Linked DNA regions of Sus scrofa: region 1 is linked to region 2. The links are chromatin contacts, called in public Hi-C maps. All regions are on one chromosome and are shown on one strand. Each heading gives the region's core, a stretch centred on a gene start, on an enhancer-like site or on the middle of the called end of the contact. The rest is flanking DNA. Distances are from core to core; before and after follow the strand shown. Region 1 has its middle 21 kb from the start of LPIN2. Region 2 overlaps MYOM1 (myomesin-1).

Region 1 (2,700 bases), core at 65-2,564, 120 kb before region 2:
CCATTCATAGTCAAAGGATGTCCAGTTCAGTCACTTTCAGAGATTCCTCAGCAAAGGCATTTCTACCAACAGGTCCAAGAGCAAAAAGCACACAAATCCTTAACATTTTGAAAGGTGACAAAAACTTGTACAATTTTAAAACTAAAATCACCCTAATTGTGAGCCTCAAATTTTAGAAAGTGTGTAATTTTTGGTCTTATTTCACACTTGTTTTCACAAAAATGTACACTCTCAATTTCCTCAAAAGTACCTTCACCTACTGCATTTACTTCAGATTATATTTAAAGAAAAAGGTTCCACAGGTAAAATTATATTGTCCTTAGTTCATCTGATTTTGTTTCCTTAATGCTAACTTCTAAAACTTACACTTTTCTAATGACTTGTTTTATATCTTGTAAGAAGAGAGGAAACTCTAGGAAAAAAAAAAAAATCAGACAATTAGCATTTTCCCCACATATTTCAAGAGAGCAAATTTTTTTTGTTTGCAATTACAGGAGAAAAAAGACGGCAGTCACTCTTCCCTGTCACATATCAGAATAAGATGCCAGTTCTTAAATATTAGTTTAGTTTTCAAAAATATTTAACTAGGACAATAAAAATCATAAAACAAACAAACAAGCTCCCGCAAAGATCAGATTTACGGTCACCAGAGGTGGGCTGGAGGTGGGGGTGGAGGAAGGCAGACGAAAAAAGTCTCAAAGGTAGAAGAAAAAAAAAAAAACATTAACCCATAAAACCTTTCAGTGGTTTTTATTTCTCAACTACTACACTTAGATGCAAAGAGAATGTGAAACTAGATACATTTCGTGTGAAATCTAGTTTCAAAAAAATCCTCAGTTTAAAGCAGCAGCTTCATTTTCTTCTAGGCAGAAAGTTATTGCTAAATAATAAACAGAAAAAAGGTACAAAGATGGTGTGAAGTGAATGAGGGAGAACAGGCAGGCAGAGATTTCTATAAACACAACATCTAAAAGTTCATAAAATTCACTCTGATATATTACATTTTCCAAAAACAAGGGGGCAGCCTTGTCCCTGGTGGGTGTCCACCCCCTCCTCTCAGCGCTTCCCAGAGGGAGGAGGGGGCCAGGCTGGTGGATGCAACTCACCAGGATACCAGCAGGGGCCTTTCCGCGATCACCACCTTCAGCAATCTTCTCCCCCTCCTCATTCTCATCTTCTAAGTAAAACATCTTAAAACTCAACTAGGTCACCAGCATGCCTTTTTTCAGACATGAAGGCACACTTCTCAGTAATTAAAACAGAAAGTCCTTTTGCCGACAGACTGAGTGCAAACTGTTTGCAGACACAGTAATATGGTTAAAACTGAAAGGAAATGATTCTTAAAAAAAAAAAAAAAAAAAAAAAAAAGGCAATACATGCATGACTTTACCAATAAGATTTGCTCAAAATGCCTCAACCCCTTCCCTGTGAAGGAGATAAGGGGCATGGGACGGGCTGTGCCGTGTGTTTATACTGATAGGTACCAAGTCCTGCCCAGCCACATGACCGTCACTGCAGCTTCCATCACAAGCACACGGATTGAGTTAATGATTCTCTAAATCAATCACATCCTCATTTTTAGAAATAAAATAACTACATAGATGGTGAATTTAACTGTCAATAAATTAGCCATGTAAAGGAAAATGGTTTACATAGATTTTCTAAGCATCAATGAGCTTCCCAAAGACAGCCAGGTTACATATGCTTTATAGAACTCAATCACTGAAATGTTTTACTTGGTGCTATTTATCGGCATGACCCAATATAGTTTCACAACTGTGAATGGGAGCTAGTCTGCTCAGCTCTGTAAATAATGAACAAATTACAGTTTGTTACTGTATGTTAACACAGCACTAGTTACATTAATGTTATAATGGTACTATCACATAGTAATAGTAATAATATAATGAACAATTCATCTTTAATACGAGTATGACAACATAATACTAAAATTCAAACATTCCTGGTCTTTCCATTCTGGCTCTTAGTAAAGTCAATTTATAGAAACTTCAAGAGAATTTTTCTAAAAACCTAAAACATACATACAGACAAGGTCCATTAATTTTTAAATTAAAACATACTATTTTATGCAAGTGTCTAGGTCTGTGCTGCATTACCCACATGGCTATGTTTGCTATGTGACCAGTGCCAACTGAGTGTGCTGTAAGCATAAACACACAAGATGAAAGCAGAATGTGAAATCATATAATTTTTTATATAGGTTACTTGTTGAAATAAAGATATTTTGCACATACTAAGTTAAATAAGCTATTTTTAAAATTAACTTCATCTGCTTTTCTTTTTTACTTTTTAATGTTATTAGAGAATTTTAAATGACATGTGTGGCTCCCATTATATTTCTATTGGAGCACAACTTTAGGGTCCCAAGACAATCTTGAGAACAAGAAAGAACACTCGGCCACAGTTCCATCAATGGAGAGGTGAGGGGGACAGGAGTTTTCATCATTCCATCAATGTATTTGGTTAATTCATCAATATACTAGCTGATCCTCATATGTTTAATAATGTTCAAATTATTAAACTTTCTCTGCCTAAACATCACTAAAGACAAAATATCCAAATGAGTAAATAAGGGTGTGGTGGTGATGTTTACTACAGCAATATACCATCAAGATATGCATAATAAAAATGTTAATGGCAAAACTGAAAACAAATTTCACCAAAACTAGAAATGGGAAA
Region 2 (2,700 bases), core at 29-2,528:
CAATGACAGGCAAGGAGGGAAAGAGAGCGAGCTTGGGGATGTTTTCCAAAGCCTGGCTGAGGGAATCGAGTTAGATCACAACCAAATTGCTTTAAGCATCAGAAGCTTCCCCAAACTCCAACCACTGCGAAATGGGATCCTACCAGGCACCCAACATAAGATATAGACCAAAGAAGAAAGGTTCTGTTTGATCTCACTAACTTCATTTTACTTTTTTGTCTTTTAAAGGCCGCACCCATGGCATATGGAGGTTCCCAGGCTAGGGGCTGTAGCTGCCTGTATATACCACAGCCACAGCAATGCCAGATTGGAGCTGTGTCTGTGACCTACACCACAGCTCACAGCAACACTGGACTCAACATACTGAGTGAGGCCAGGGATCAAACCTGCATCCTCATGGATACTAGTTGGGTTTGTTACCACTGAGCTGTGACGGGAACTCTGATCTCGCTAACTTCAAAAGTTAATGTTTTTAGAAGAACCTTCTTTTTTCTCTTTTTCTTTGTCTTAAAAAAAAAAAAAAAAAAAAAAAAAGGTTTCTTGGAGTTCCCATTGTGACTCAGCAGGTTGGGAACCCAACATGGTGTCTGTGAGGATACAGGTTCAATCCCTGGCCCTGTTCAGTGGGTTAAGGGTCCAGTGTTGCCATGAGCTGTGGCGTAGGTCTCAGATGTAGCTTGGATCCAGCATTGCTGTGGGGCAGCTGCAGTGCCAAACTGTCCCCTAGTCCAGGAACTTCCATATGACACAAGTGTGGCTACAAAGAGAAGAAAAAAAAAAATGGTTTCTCAAACCATGAGCATCCTTTTACCTTCAGGTACGTGTTTTTAAGAGCCGCCTCATTAAGTCCTCGCCAGTGGTCCTCTTTGGCATTGGCTTCCTTCATGTCCACAAAGTAGCCAGTGACGGGGGTCCGTCCTGAGTGGATGGGAGGCTTCCACTGCAGAACCAGGGACGTATTCCTGACTTCACTATACTTGAGGCTGTGTGGTGGTCCTGAGAGGGAGAGAGAGCCCAGTGTGTGACAATCATAATGGAAACAAGAAAACTCCAATATGTGTAAACCTAGCACCACAGGTATACACATACAGATTCAGCACTTACAGCTGAATCTGAGGCTGGTGTTCTTCTTTTGTAAAATCTACCATTCCAACAGAAATAGGTATTTTGTGGTCATTTCATATCAAGTTTCCTCAGCAGCTCTACATCAGCCAGTTAAGCCCCTAAATGGGCAGCAAGTGGTTAAGGCCAGTTCAAGGTGCCCTCCAGCGGCTGGATGAAGCCTTGACTCCAGGCTGTTGCCAGGCCTGTGTTCCTCACCTTTTATCAGAATGTTTTGATGTAGTTGCAGATTCAGTTTCAGATTATTTGGGGATGACAATCCGAAAACTCCCCCCAATCTCCAGTAGGATAAAGAAAGTAACTCTATTTGATGGCATAAGAATATAGAAAAAGAAAAATATTGCAAAATAGCTCCTCACTGGAGGGTAGTCTTTTCTGTAAAGCATGTATCCTGTATAGGGGTAAAAACCAACTGCCATTATGCTTTACAAAGACCTTACCCCCAAATATAGTCAATCCCATGGGCCTTGAATCTGTGCTAAACCCTGCCAGGTACTTCACATTCTTTTCTCTCATTCATTCCTAAGATAATTAACAGAAAACTCAGAGAAGACGAGGAACTCGATCAACCTGTTCAGGAGGGAAACCAAGTGTTCCCTGTGTGTATGCTCTTTGCACTCCTGGGAGAGTCCCAACTACCTAGCATGTGATATGGTTATTTATTTTCTTTCTTCCCCCTTTTTTTTTTTTTTTTTTTTTTTTTTTTTAAATAACAAGTGATTTCTAACCAACCAGTCAAAATCACCTGGACTGACTCACAGTGGCCTGAGAGCCAATTACAAATGCAGACTCTAAGGTCTAGACTTTGGCATTTTGCAATTGATCGCTTGATATTTGTTGGGCCGTTTACCTTGCCTTAACAGTCACAATGAGTCACCCTTGTCTCCTGATGATGCCTTGTGTGGAAATAGGTTTAAATAATCATGCCAGTACTTTGCCCTGGTGTGGTGTGTTCTGTTTTGCAAAGGGCTTTCACAACCATCGTCCTGTATCGCCCTCAGGCGCCAGAGAGGCACCCAAACAGGTGCCCTGCTCCTCAGAAAAGGACCACTGTGCTGCTTCCTGGCCCCTCTTGTCTAGGAAGGAGAATAGCTTGTTTCCCACCCTATCGGCCACTTACTACCTGTGTGAGCTCCTGGGTTTCAGAACCTGAGTCTTTTTCTTCATCTGTAAAGCAAAGGGATGATAAAACGTTCTAAGTGCTCTAGTCTATCATCAAGCTTTCCTGATTCATGGCTTGCCCAACACTTTTCAGTAACACAAGGGTGGATATGGGAAAAGAGAAGTCTGGGGCTGGAGGCCTGCCCTGTTCTTTTCTCCTGAGTTGGCAGCACTCACCCTGCAATCTCTTTTGCCAACTTTATCTTTCAAACCATTTTTCACAGATCTGCTCAGAATTTCTTGGTCTCTAGTCACTCATTTTTAACTTTATTTAGGAATTGCAAGAATTTAAAAACAGATCTGCTTTTGTGTAGTGTAGAAAGACTTTAAATATCATCGGCTTCAAGAAGGTGCAAGGAAAGGCAGTGTGTTTGTCTCTTGTGTTTACTGAAGCTGAGTGAGCACTTGAACTTCTCT

Evidence for each region. A called contact is a pair of places that touch in the nucleus more often than the background predicts.
Region 1: a contact with region 2 is called in a Hi-C map of liver, with 2.6 times the contacts expected there. The contact joins two enhancer-like sites. A contact is called at or near these places in 1 of 5 promoter capture datasets (liver), 8 of 47 Hi-C or Micro-C datasets (blood, embryonic fibroblasts, epiblast stem cells and 2 more) and 1 of 2 datasets of contacts at active chromatin or transcription factors (alveolar macrophages).

The regions. Positions count from the first base shown.
Region 1 is chr6:103,665,080-103,667,779 of Sscrofa11.1, reverse strand. It overlaps a transcript of LPIN2 not described here. Among named protein-coding and RNA genes, the nearest start is that of LPIN2, 21 kb to the left of the region's middle. Within about 2 kb of position 1,314, at least 15 of the 83 cell types and tissues checked have an H3K27ac peak or open chromatin away from gene starts, as enhancers often do. A contact at or near this core is called in liver, where this site is marked.
Region 2 is chr6:103,545,214-103,547,913 of Sscrofa11.1, reverse strand. It overlaps MYOM1 (myomesin-1), which reads right to left. Exons shown (of 37, transcript XM_005665300.3): 20 at 812-996. Among named protein-coding and RNA genes, the nearest start is that of MYOM1, 95 kb to the right of the region's middle. Within about 2 kb of position 1,278, at least 20 of the 83 cell types and tissues checked have an H3K27ac peak or open chromatin away from gene starts, as enhancers often do. A contact at or near this core is called in liver, where this site is marked.